Linked DNA regions of Mus musculus: region 1 is linked to region 2. Evidence: chromatin contacts called from public promoter capture Hi-C data. All regions are on one chromosome and are shown on one strand. The core of a region is the stretch at or near the end of the contact, and the rest is flanking DNA. Distances in the headings are between cores, read along the strand shown.

Region 1 (6,345 bases), core at 348-2,847, 190 kb before region 2:
GACACCGAATCAAGGCGCAAGCATGATTGAAGCCGTGCCTATGTGAGTCCCTTGGAACATCATGACACAAAAGGGAAAGATCAATCATTATAACTTCATGACATCACCAACATGTCACTGTGTTAATGGAGGAGCAAAACCAGAAAATGGTTTATACATATGAATTATGAAAACTTTAGGGAAATGTTTTCCTTTCAACTGATAGTCTGTAAAAGGAAAATGAGGTGTTCAGGACACTCAGAATTACAGTAGCTGTTCTCATGGACAGTCCTTGAACACATGGTTGACTTCAAGTAGGCCTGCTTCCATCTGCTCACAGTCCGGGTGACTGAAGAACCGCAGGCGTGCTCGCTCACCTTCCCGTCGGGAAGCTCTGCATAGCCCTCTATGTCACTGGTAGATGTTTTGCCAAATCGCCCCAGTGATCCTTGCAGCTTGAGACCAGTGAATGTAAAAGCCATCTCCCAGAACCTGCAAACAAGAGAGAAAGAGGTCAGAGATGCTGATCAGTGCGGTGTCTTTTTATGTCCATCAGCCGTGGATATGCGGATATGTGCATGTGAAGTAATTTCAATCGGTTCATCTTGACACATAGTGTCTACTAATCCCTGTTAGGTAGCACAGATTCAACACTGGGGTGGGGGGGTCCACTGTCTTTGTGAGACCTGGATTTTGAGTTATGCTGTCTGCTGCAGCAGTTACCAGCCATAAGTGAAATTTTCAATTGGATTGAAAGTAACTGATGTTACATACAAGTAACAAGTAAGAAAGGTAACAGAGGGTCAGGAGTAGACAAGGATCATCAGGAGTGGTTGTGAGGATTCTCGTGCCACGGTTAAGACTTAAGAAACATAAGAAACTCCACCGTGGTCTGAAAGCTGACCATGGCTTTGTAAATGCCAACAGTGAGTTACTGAGATGCTATGAGAACTACTTTCAGTGGAGACTATGAGAAGGCGAACTGCTGGTTAACTTGAAAAACAACCCATGCAGAGCTGGAGAGGTGGCTCAGCAGTTAGCAGCACTCTCTGCTCTTTCTAGAAGATCTGGGTTTGGGTCCCAGCACACACACACACACACACACACACACACACGGCACCTTACAGCCATCTGTAACCCCAGTTCCAGGAGTTTCAAAGTCCTCTTCGTCTTCCACAGATACAACGTGCTTGTATTACACATGTATGCATACAGACAAAACATTCATAAACATAAAATAAGAATAAGTATTTTTAAAAACTTTCTGAAATCTCCCTAATTTTGAAAAAAAAATTCAATTTAATGATAGTAAAAATTATCTTTATATCTTTGGTCCTTTTAGAAATGTCCCTTAAAATATCTGCTAGTTTCTTTGTTGGGTACCAGACTTACTTGATGTGGCCGGATCCTGAGGTAGTTAATTGCTCATCATTATCAGGATTGAAAGTGACCTTAAAGACGTCCTGAGAAAACGCTTTCGTTCTCAGTATGGGCTGCTCTTCCTTCCAGCCCCAGATGGTTATTGTGTAATCAGGATGACAGCCAACAGAGGCCAGCAAGTTCCCCTCGTTGTTAAAGTCCACATAAGCATAGGCTTTTTCTGCCCCATCTGTAAGGATGAATGGGAGGCTGATAAACAGGCTAGAAGCTCAGCCCAGCGGGACACACCTGTCACACCAGCACTGGAGGTGTTGGAAAAGAAGATCAAGCCCAGCCAATGCTGCAAATCTTATGTCCCAAAAGGACAACAGAGAGGGAAAATGGTGGCGGGGGAGGGGGAGGGGGGAGGGGGAGAGGAAGGAGAAAGAAGAGGAGGAAGAGGAGGAGGAAGAGGAGGAGAGTGATCTGTGTTAATGTTAAAATGCCAAGAATCTAAGAGAGGGCTGGGGAGACAGTCTGTCCAACAGGTAACACAGCCAGTGTACAAGCACTGAGGTTCAGGTGTTGTGCTAATGGTATAGGGTGGGAGGAGGCACAGAGACAGGCCAATCCCAAGGGCTTCTTGGCCAACCAGAGTAGCTAAAATGGCAAGCGCCAGCTGTAGTGAAAGGCTCTACATCATATAATAAGGTGGAGAGCCATAGAAGGAATGCTCGACATCAAGCCCTGGCCTCCACAAATACCATGCACAGGCAAGCGCCCCTCACACATATTACATGGGCAGGGGTGTGCGTACATGGCATACATACGTAAATCTTCCAACAGAGCATAGATAGAAAAATCTCCCAAAAGAGTAATCCTAAAAATCTTTCATCACTCTTGGCTTTAAAATAGCTTATACGATTAGAAATCAAAATTGCGTTTTCCCACAGAAGAACATGCTGCATGTATTCCATCTTGTGGAAGAAAGGGAGCCACACTCAGAGAGCAGACAAGGTCTGCAACTTTAAATTTGTCACTGAAAATTTCCCAGAGGGGAAAAAAAAACTGGACTCCCCAAATCAGTTACCCAGACAGCAGAACTGTAAGACAATGGAGATGGCTAATGTTACCCACCACCCTCACCCTCACTAGTTTCTAACACCCAGTTATTCAAACTAAACAGCAGGGAAGTTTTTGTGAAGTATTGGCCAACATGACTGATAGTTCTGATCTTTAAGGATTGTATCCTTGAGAGTCTAGGCAGGCTTTATCCAATCAGCTGCAAGGTCTTAGAATTAAAACTGAAGATTCCCTAAAGAGATAACGCTGCCTGGAGAATGCCCACGGACCCTTTCTTTGCAATCTCCAGCCTGTGGGGCGACCCACAGTTTTAAACTTCCTAACCTAGGCAACTGTAAGCCAAGTTCATGAAATAAATTTCCTTTCTACATCTTACTTTTGTTCCTCTGCTGAATCTTGGTTAATTCTGTAATCTTGGTCACCTTCAGGATGTTAGCCTTGAACATGGCCTACTCCAGACATCTCGATGGACTTACCTCTCAAGATCCTGTAGGGCTTCAGAGAAGGGTACTCGTAGATGATAATCTTTGGGAAACTTCCTTTTTCGGCAACTGCGAAGTAAGTTTTCTTTGGATGGACCTAGAAAAACAGAGTCTCACTAAAATATTCAATGGAAAATTTCACTTAGATATTCTTATCCATGCAGTAGTGACTGTTACTGTGTAATTGGCTACTACACTGCACTTCAATCTAAATTTTTTAAAAATGTGCATATGATAAATACTTAATGATGGGTATGATTTGAACTAAAAATTAAAAGAAATTTTTAAAAATTAAGGCTTAGCTTTAATCTTATGAGTATTAAATTTGTAGTGATAATGAAGGCTTTACTCTTTGGTGTGTGTCAGAATTGCTTCATAGGTTCATCCAAACACAGATCTTAAGCCCTAAACCTAGTGTTTCTTAATTCACATTTACATTTTTAACAAGTGCTATGCCTCTGCTGGCCTGGATGGTTATGTAAGAACAGCTAAGTAGGACAGAATGCCAGTCGTACTTACAGTGTAAGTCGCTCTAAATGGTAGAAACATTCACAAAATGTGTGTTTCCATTCATTTTCTCCCTGAAAGACTGGGTTACTTATGACAGACAGAATTTATTTGCCTAGCTGTCCTGAAGAGTTGGAAATCCAGAACTGTGGAACAGCATCTGTCAAGGGTTTTTGTGAGCACCATCCCATGAGAGGAGCTGACAGGCTGACCTCCTGCTGAAGCTGCCTTCTATCCTGTGGTGACACATCCTTTGGAAAATATCTCTTTCTTTCTAAAAGACTGAAACTGGACCTCACAGCCTAGTTAATAATATAGGTTAAGATCACTTAAGACAGATATTCTCCTGGGTCGTCGGTGCATTTGTTTAACCTGACTTTAAGATACTAATTCAACAACTAATCTTACAGCCTTGGATTTCCTACATTATCAGTCTTTATAACTACACTGATGCACAGCTGTAATCATGATTTATGTACAGAGTAGTGAGATAGATAGATGAATGGATGAATGGATAGATGATAGATAGATAGATAGATAGATAGATAGATAGATAGATAGATACATACATACATACATACATACATACATACATATATACATGCATAGATAGATACATAAATACATAGATACAGAGAGAGAGATGCATGCATGCATACATACATACATATATACAGAGATACAGAGATACATACATACATACATACATACATTCATACATACATAATTTCCCCTCTGTTCAAGAAGCTAAGGCGGGAGGATCCCAGGTTTAAAGCCAGCCTGGCCTCTGTACTGACTTTAAAGCCAGCTTGGGCTTCGTGAAAAAGAAATAAAAAACACTTTAAAGAAAGAGAAAGAAAAGGGCATAGAATAGAGATAACTGTGCATCTCATGTGCCCCTACCACACCCTGCATACCACTGGTCTCTAACTGCCACTGTGAAAACTGAGAAAGACAGAAACAGGGGTTCCCCGCCCCCGGGTCACTAAATGTTGGCATACCCCAATGGCACCAATCCCTTGGCCACTGCTACTCTGCAGGTAAATTTGTGTCTTGTCTTTAAAATCCAGCAGGACCATCTGGTTCCCAGCCACGTACAATAAAGTGTTGCTGTCCAGAAGCTGTAGGTTGGCTCGCTTTCTGCAGTCATAACCAAAAGAATGGCTGGAGCAAGGCTGATAAGGAGAACAGTAAGACAGAACATCCAATAGGGATCGGATGCCTGACTAAAACAACTGAGCCTATTTTTAAAACCAATACTCTATTTAATTAACCATCTGAAATCAACAAAGCTGAACTTTACCCTGAAAATCCGAATTTTTTTATAGGTCACAGACATAGTTTTATTTTTAAAGTAAGTGAAAATCTTCATACAGAGACTTAAGTTTTCTACTTGAATATTTGGAAAGAAATTCTGAGATTTGGGGATAAGCAGATAGATAGAGGTAGCCTTTCTAAATGGGGATCATTTTCCTCTGTATCCTGAAAACAGAACCATACCACATGGGACAAAGTCCGGGTCTTCACCTTCATAGCTGCCAGTCAAGTTTGCTGAAATCATAGTAAAAATCATTTTTATTATTGTTTATATGGGGTGTATGTATGTGTGTATGCATGCATGTGTTGCGTGTGTGTGTGTGTGTGTGTGTGTGTGTGTGTGTGTGTGTGTGATTTCTCTTCTTCCATCTTGGGCCCCAGGGATACAATTCAGGTCATCAGGCTTATGTGCCAAGTGTTTTTAACTCACTGATCCACCCTCTAAAAATATTTTCTAGGCCTCTTCCTTGAAGATGAAAGACATTTAAAATTCTGGGATGATGCGGCAGCTGCTGGTTCACTGGGTAAAGGCACTTGCTGCCAAGACTAACGACCTGGGTTTCATGCCTAGAACTAACTTACTGGATAAAAAGGGCAGACTCCTGAAAGCTGTTCTCTGACATGCCCTGGCACATGTGGGAACACACACGTACACACTTGCATACATAATACATGTAAAAAGCAAATGTAAAGAAAATCTGACATTTGTAGGAATCTAATACAAAATTTTATAACATGGCTACTGTATTAAGTTCAAATTAAAACTTAATTAATATAAACAGATTATTTAAATCCACTAATATAGGACACATAAAATATATAGATTTTCCAATGCTTTTTTTTACTACATTTCTGTATAAGCAAATATATGTATGTATGTATATATGTATGTGTGTATGTATGTATGTGTGTATGTATGTGTGTATATATATGTAAGTGTGCATATGTATGTATGTATGTATGTATGTATGTGTATTTATGTCATAGAGTAAAATTGCATTAATTCAAAATAGAAGTTTAAAGATGTAGGTTACATAAGATCTTATTGGTACAGTTCAGCTCAAATTTAAAAACACAAGACATAAAATAACAATGTAAATGAGAGCAACCTATGAAAACTTTTAGCATCTCAGTGCTGCTTCAGTGGACAGATCTTTCCAAGAACCTGTTGATCATCAAGGTTTAAGGTTGAATCTATTTCTTGAGACTTTGTTTGGGGGGGGGTGGGGAGGGACTATGATTTTGGAGGATCCACTTATTTGTAAGAAAATTTCTTATGTCCGAAAGACAGAAAAGTTAAGAAGAGAAAATTTCAGATTAGAAAGTAATTTGGGGCAATTTAGTTTAGTCACACATAGGCTTGAAACGGAGTTCAAAGCTGTATTCAGAAAGCATGCACCCTTATCTCCAAACTATACCTTTCGAAAGAGGCCAGTTGCAGTGCGGGCTGACAACAGCCACTATTCACAGACGGCAGTACTTTAATTACCCTCTCACAGACCTAACATACGGACAGCAAACACAAGTGCTCTCCTGGGTCAGCCCTACGGTTGCCTGTCTTCACAAACCAATCAAAACTTGCTGCAGTGTGACCTCTTTCTCAGAGTCACCTCAGCTA
Region 2 (6,997 bases), core at 4,227-6,726:
ATTTGAAGACCAAATAAATAGAATGAAGAGAGAATACTAAATCAACTTAACTGATGAAGCACTGGTCACTAACTGACACCAGGAAAACCCACAATACAACTGCTGTTATTCTTTGGCCTAAGGCAAAACCCAAGTACTAAGTGGAAAACATTTCTGTATTTTGTCTTAGCTTCATATTTTTAAGGCTCATTGTCTAAGGAAGACTTTTGCTTTACAGAATCTTGGCACATTAAAGGAGAATGTGGCTCCCTACTTTGAAGAACATGAAATTTAGGTAGTTTATTAAAAATTATAATTAAGAAAGAAGTCTCTATATCAAAGCTCTGGAATGAAGGCTGACCAAACATTTCATTTATTTTCTATCTGTCTGATATTTTTACTTATGGGATTTCAACTCATTATCAATTCATTACTTGCCATGGCTTAGAACTGTTACGTGTTGACATCAGCAAGCACCTATGATGAATCACCATTTCTTTCAAGTTGCTTTTACTTTTGGATTTGCAACTTAGCCATCTCAACTGTCTATTTTATAACTTCTCAGCAACTGAGTTTAAGATCTCAGCTCCCACCTACCACCCAGCATGTGCCAAGATCTCAACTTCTGGCTGATTAGTACTTAGGGAATAACGATCACAAATCAAGCTTGGAAAGGCAAATCACTTAGAAGATTAAAGAAAGCACATCACTCAGGAATGAAAGATGATTGCTTTGACAACCCCAGTGTATGCATCCTCTCTGACACGGCTTCCTTGTAGTCAGAAGCTACTGAAAAATGGTTATCTGATACAAAGACACACACCCACATAAGCTCTCTCAGTGCACATGTGTGTACAGAAGAACAGTTATCATTTCAACCCAAACCTTCACAGTTAGTTTCTCTGGCTTTAAACAGCTGAACTGCAGTCATGACCTAAAATATGGCTTATGTTGTGAGCAGGTCTGTTTGAGGGCTGCTTGGAAGAGTCAGAGGCAGAGGAGTTTGCTATGGTAAGCAAAGGTGACATTGCTGAGCCGTCAGGAAGAGCCGCTGCTATTTCCGGAAACAATGACGTCATATTGAAATTGGATAGATGAGAGTTGGCCACGTGCATTGGTGGCATCTCAGGGAGAAGAGGGAAACTTGGCTGAGCAAAGCCAACAGGTCTGGGAGGAGATAAAATTGACCCAAATCGGTTGTTTAAACTTCCACTGTTCACTTTCTCTGTGCTAGGATTGGAGAACATTTGATTAGAAAAATAAGGGATTGAAATGTCATTGGACAGAGTAGGATGAGCAGGGGAGTACGGTGGGTAGAAGGAAGGCAGAGTGTTCTGGGGATCTACTGGGATGAGAGCCGGAGCTCGGGTGGCACTAGGCTGAGTGACCTGTGGAATGAAGGAAGTATTAGCATTTATTGGTGGATTCATGCCACCCTCAGGAATAAAAGGGAAACCGAAATTTTGTGACAGTGAATGCTGGTCAGGGCCTGAATTATCATTAGGTACTTGTGGACTATCAGGCATGAAGCGAACAATACTTCCTCTCTTCTCTGCAGCAGGTTGCTGCCGTCCAAGAATCATACTGCCACTAGTGGAGAGAGGAAGATGAGGAAGACTTGGATCAAAGACATTACTGTGCCTTTGATTTCCAGAACGATTCCTTTCAGGCTGGCGGATTTTGGAACCACTGCTGTCCTGCAGGGGATGTCTTGATCTCTGGGCAACTGAAGAGTTAGCCTGCCGTACAGGAGGCCCTTGGTCAGCATTCCCATGAGACACAGATGGGTGTGGCAAAGTTGGCCTTGCAACCCCATGCATGTTGGATGTGACAGGAGGGTTCATGTGGCCCTTGGCCCCATGGCTGTCAGTAATCCTCATGGGATTGGACTTCTGTACAGAAACATTAGGACTTGTGTTTCGACCTTGAATATCCCCCGAGGAAGAGGAGCTCGAGAAAGGAATATTCAAAGTGCTGTTCCTGGGGTTAATTGCACCTAAAGACATGTCACAACTCTCCCTATTCTGACTTTCATTCTCTCTCCTGATATGAACACTTTCACGAGTTGGGGGACAATTATACTCAATTGTTGAAGATGGACCACACTGTGTATTCCTTGGATGTTCAGAGAGTGACCTTTGACTCCCAATGACCTGATCACCAAGGTGAGGAGCAAGCAGGCTCTGCATGAAACTTTGGTGACATGTATTCTCACTGTCCCTTGGTGGGACAGCATTTCCTGTTGGGATGCTCTGAACTGGTGGATAAGATAATCGTTTTTGTCGGTCTATTGGTGGTGGGCCAGTATTTTGACTAATTCGAAAAGCCTGGGACTGCATGCTTCGCAGTGATGGCACAGGGTTACCTATCTCATTGTTTCTTGAAGATTGTACTTCAAAATTACTCTGGGGCTGTTGGCTGGCTCCACCTGGTTTGAATGTCTGGCAATCAGAAAGGCGGATATCTGAGGTGACAGTATGATCCATGCGGCCCTGCATATTATGAAGTGCCAAGCTCTTATTTCTTGGAACATCAAGATAACTTCTCATTTCAAGCTGGTCTGAAACCCTGGAACCCTGAATCGATATGCCCATTCTCTGGTCTGAAGTAGAAGATGACTTTCCAATGAGTGCTTCTGCAGAGTAACTGGAGACTCGGTTTCTCTCTGGCCTGTGTGGAGCGCAGGTCATGTCTGAAGACCTAGTCACAATACTTGGTTGGGACACCATTTGCTGCTCTAAGCCTCTTGATGGTAAAAGCCTCTGCATTGGATTATGCCCAGATACATGGTCAGAACCCTGCTGTCTGCTTCCAACATCCTGTTGCTGGTGTAGAACGTCCTGATTGAGGTGGTTCTGGGGATGGCTATGGTGGCCCCGGTTAGTTGAAGGGTTTTCACAGCTCTTCTCTGGCTGGGAACTTGCAAAGTGTTGCTGCAGCTGTTGTTGCATCTGTTGATGGTGAGGATGTGGCTGGCTACTCTTGGGTCTTGACTGGTCAGTCCCATGGTGTTTGGGTTGTAAGGATAGCTGAGATGTAGGAGTGCCCTGAACGAGATTCCTTTTCTTCTGCATCTGAACTTCCTGTTGTAGAGTTCTCTGTTGGTGCACAATATGGGGCTGGGAGTGGACAGCACTGTCTGCATGAGGCACATGATGCTGCAGCTGATACAAGTGATGCCTCTCTCTTAACTGCCCTGCTTGCTGCTGCTGCTTGATGTACAGATGGTTGGTGTGAAGATGAGACACTCCTTGAGGTGGTACATGCTGCTGCAGTGCCTGCAGATGTTGACCTGCCTGGGTTTGCTGCTGCTGCTGTTGCTCAGCAACCGAAGGCTGAGAATTACACTGAACATCCGTCTGCCTCAATGGAGGAGCCACAAAGTTGTTACTAGGTGGAAATAACCGTGCAAGGCCATCTCCATGTGCTGGGTTGCTAACAGGTACAACTGAGTTTGAAGAGTTAGGTGTGATCTGACTCGCCATCATTTGGGTTTGATCAGGAATGTTGTCTGGAGTCCTGCTCATCAGGGGCATACTTTCAAGCCTGAGAGGGGCTGGCTGGCAGTGCTTCTGACGTTTGGCTGAATTTAGTAAAAGATCATCTTGCACAGTGCGCTTTGCAGAATCTTTACGACTTTCATGACTGGGCTTTGAAAGCGGTTCTTGAACCTGTGGGTTTGGTATGGCGCTAGTCATGCTGGTCAGCTGTTCCTGGGGATATTCTGTCATCAGAGGTGGCACAGGAGGCTGGCTGCCATAAGAACTGGATGAAACAGTCATATTAACCGTCACAGGATTAGAAGTTTGATCTGAGCTCTGCGATAGACCTGTGCAACTGACCAGAGGATGGCTGCTGATGCTATTCTGATGGGTGAGACTTGGTGGCTGAGGGGCTGACACCTGTATGGGGGCATTTGATCCTTTAATTCCCAGAGAACAGCTTGGTTTTTCAAGAGGCCTATCGACTGTCACTTCCACAGAATCCTGAGAGTTAAATTCACTTGGTGTTGGGTCAGCCTGTCCCGTGCATGTCTCCTTGTGGATCTGTGGTTTAAAGGGCTGGTCTCCCTCTAAAGAGGTTTCAGAAGGCTTTGGAGTAACCTCCTTCACATCAGCCTGTGTGCCAAGTCTTCCCTTCTCAATGCTCTCCTGGTCCAAGATGGCTCTTGCAGCAAGGGCCACAATGTCAGTTTGCTCTGCAAAGGTGCAGCCATCACACGTGTTAGATGTTGTACTGCTCGTCACATCTTCTCGAGCTGTTTCAGGAAGCATGGATGCAACGGAGAAACTACGACTACTGCCAGAGCTGGTTGACAGAGGAGAGTCAGCCTGTCTACTGGTGAGCAAAGACCCATGGAGAACCTCCTGATCAGGGAGGCAGGAGTGGGGCTGTGGCGGGTCTCTGTCATCGCTCATCAGTAGCAGTTCCTGCTTGGGAGGCAAATCAACATTAGAATCACCTATCTTAGAACTTTCTGGAGAAAAGTCAGGATGCTCCATCTGGACTGAGAGAGATGACCTCTGAAGGTCCTTTTCTTTAGCAAGATCCGACAGCAACATAGTTAGTCCTTGCCCTTTTAAAGACCCTGCTGTCTGCATGGTGTCCAATGAATCCTGCTGAACTGGGCAAGGTTCTGCCACAATTTCTACCTCAGAAATACAGTCAGTGCTTGAAGTGCTCGTAGTGGATGACAGACCAGAAACCTGAGAAACCAAACTCTGGGATTCGATAGGAGATGGAGTCAACACGTTGGCTGAAGTACAGGATTTCATATCATTGGACAACGCTACAGAACACGGTGGTGTACCCTGAGATGTCTCTTGTAAAATAGGAGTAGAATCTTTGGGTTTTGCTGGCGCCAATACAAGTTGTTCGTTTGTTTCAGATTCGTGGGAAGGTGAGCTACAGTCTTCTGTTGACTTAGATTGGGGACCAGAGTCAGGGGTTACTGATTCAGAATTCAGAACATCCAAAGAATGTGAAGCAGAAATACTAACATTCTTTGCCTGGGACACAGCAACAGACGATAGGCCAACAGGGAGGCTGTCCAGCAGTCCATCACTGCATGATGGCTCTGCTGAGCTGTTTATTCTGGGGCCATCTATCTTGCCCACATCTCTGACTGAATTCAGGGGACATGCTGGCTTGTTAGCTGTTAAGTGTTTCTTGGCACCTGGCTTCTTGCTCAGTCTTTTTGATTTCATGGTAGAGGGCAAACAAGTGACAGTGTTTGTTGAGGAAGCTGTTGCAAGACTGTAAGTAGTGGATGGTGTGGCTGAATTATCTACTGTTATGGTAGGTGCTACAGTTGTTGTTAGTGAAACGCAGTTGGCAGGGCTGGTTTGACTGTTTGCAGAAGTCTGAGGATTAGCAGAGTGGCTAATAGACAACTGTACACAGCTTTGCCCAGCCATCTGTGATATGCTTTGATTGAGGCTGGCCAAAGCCCCAAATGTATTCAGGGCAACATTGGTATTTGGATCTTCGCTGGTGGTGGGTTGAATAATTTGCATAGGGCTTTGATTTGTAGTTCCTGATGAGGACATCACAGGCTGCAAAGCAAAGAGCTGTCCGTTTAAAGAAATGGTTTGAGGCTGCTGTTGGTTTGACATGGTAACAGAAAAAGTCTGTGTTGAGTTAGATGTGGATAGAGAGGAAGGTCTTGGTAATATGTGGACAAGATGCTTTCCTCCAAAAGTCTGTGGGGCTGGCACATTTTGCACTGAATTATGAGACCCTATTATAGCACTGGCCCCATTGACAGGCAGTCGAACAGGACCAGGATGCGGAGCAGAGAGGAGTGGCAATGGGTTCTGATTAGCCGCCTGTATGATGACAATCTGTTGACCTACTGTTTGGTTGGAAACCTCTGCCCTCATCATTGTTGGGCATGGGGTTGTGCTTGGTGGCTGAAGAATGATGACATTTTGGTTAGCTGGAGCTGCAGTGACACCTGACCCAACTGGCTGAGCCATCTGAATCACTTGCATTGCTGAATTCAAAGGAAGGATATTTTTGGGAGGCTGAGACTTAACTTGTGGCTGGGCAATTAGTGGTTGCATAGGTAAGGGTGGACACGAAGGCAAAGTCACCACTACTTGCTCAACTGGCTGCCCATCTGTTGGAGGGGAATTATTTAGGGTGATAGCTGTAGCCACGTGCTTGTGGTTGTTTGGGGTAGGGCTGGTACCACACTCATTTAGTGCTGGAGTCGCAGCAGAAGATGGTGGCTGGCTTAAAGGCTGAATAGTGTTTCCGGCCAGATGCAGTGTAGTCCACGTTGTCTGTGTGTTTCCGGCTGAAGAGATTCGGGTAAGGCTGCTGATGTTTTTTAGTTCTGAAGCACTGACACTTGAAGAAGGCAGAGAACAAGAGAGAGTCCAACCACCCTCCAAAGGGTTTGCAGAGAGACTGCTCACTGGGAGGGTACTCTTCGCTACTGCAGCATGGGCTGGCACCACCACTGTGGCTGTACTTGGTGAGTCTACAGTCTTGCTACCACTCACTGGAGAAGAGCCACCTGTAGATCTGGGAGGCTGGGAGCACACTGTGGTGGTAACTGACACAAGGGTGTTTTGCGAATCTGCACTGGAGCCCTGCATTGCCGGGCTGGACTTGTTTTCATGGTGCACTTCGGGGGCAGCTGCTGAAGTACTGGAGGAGATGCCTGAGACACACGTGACTGTTTTCTTTGATGATTTGGGGCTCTCCTGTGCATTGTTATTTTCTGAAGCATTTTGATCATTTAGGCATGTATTCGAGGAACGATGTGGGTGAGGGTCAGGGCCAACTGAAACGGTGACCACTGAGCCACCAGTGGCACCCAGCCCACTTGATTGGCTTTCAGAAGTAGAAAGTTCGAGAATGTTTTGAGCAGAAATGGCAGCGGGAAGACAAAGGGGAACAGACTGGTTGGCAGCCAGCGCAGACACTGTAGTCTGATGCCACGGCTTGTTTTCAGAAGGGTAAACTCCAGAAATAGACACGGGAGTCACAAGCTTGCAGGTCCTCTGCA

Evidence for each region. Capture Hi-C pulls out chosen DNA fragments and counts their contacts.
Region 1: a contact with region 2 is called in a promoter capture Hi-C map of pancreatic islet. The contact joins two enhancer-like sites. A contact is called at or near these places in 4 of 39 promoter capture datasets (the C10 cell line, cranial neural crest, hematopoietic stem and progenitor cells and 1 more) and 3 of 9 other capture datasets (adipose tissue, macrophages and pancreatic islet).

Annotation. Positions count from the first base shown.
Region 1 is chr16:44,405,538-44,411,882 of GRCm38.p6, reverse strand. Cfap44 (cilia and flagella associated protein 44) reads right to left here. Exons shown (of 35, transcript NM_001033247.1): 5 at 4,412-4,574; 6 at 2,898-3,000; 7 at 1,372-1,588; 8 at 357-471. Among named protein-coding and RNA genes, the nearest start is that of Cfap44, 14 kb to the right of the region's middle. Within about 2 kb of position 1,597, at least 3 of the 459 cell types and tissues checked have an H3K27ac peak or open chromatin away from gene starts, as enhancers often do. A contact at or near this core is called in pancreatic islet, where this site is marked.
Region 2 is chr16:44,215,715-44,222,711 of GRCm38.p6, reverse strand. It overlaps Usf3 (upstream transcription factor family member 3), which reads right to left. Exons shown (of 8, transcript NM_001029889.2): 8 at 1-6,997. The coding sequence ends at 888. Among named protein-coding and RNA genes, the nearest start is that of Usf3, 46 kb to the right of the region's middle. Within about 2 kb of position 5,476, at least 11 of the 459 cell types and tissues checked have an H3K27ac peak or open chromatin away from gene starts, as enhancers often do. A contact at or near this core is called in pancreatic islet, where this site is marked.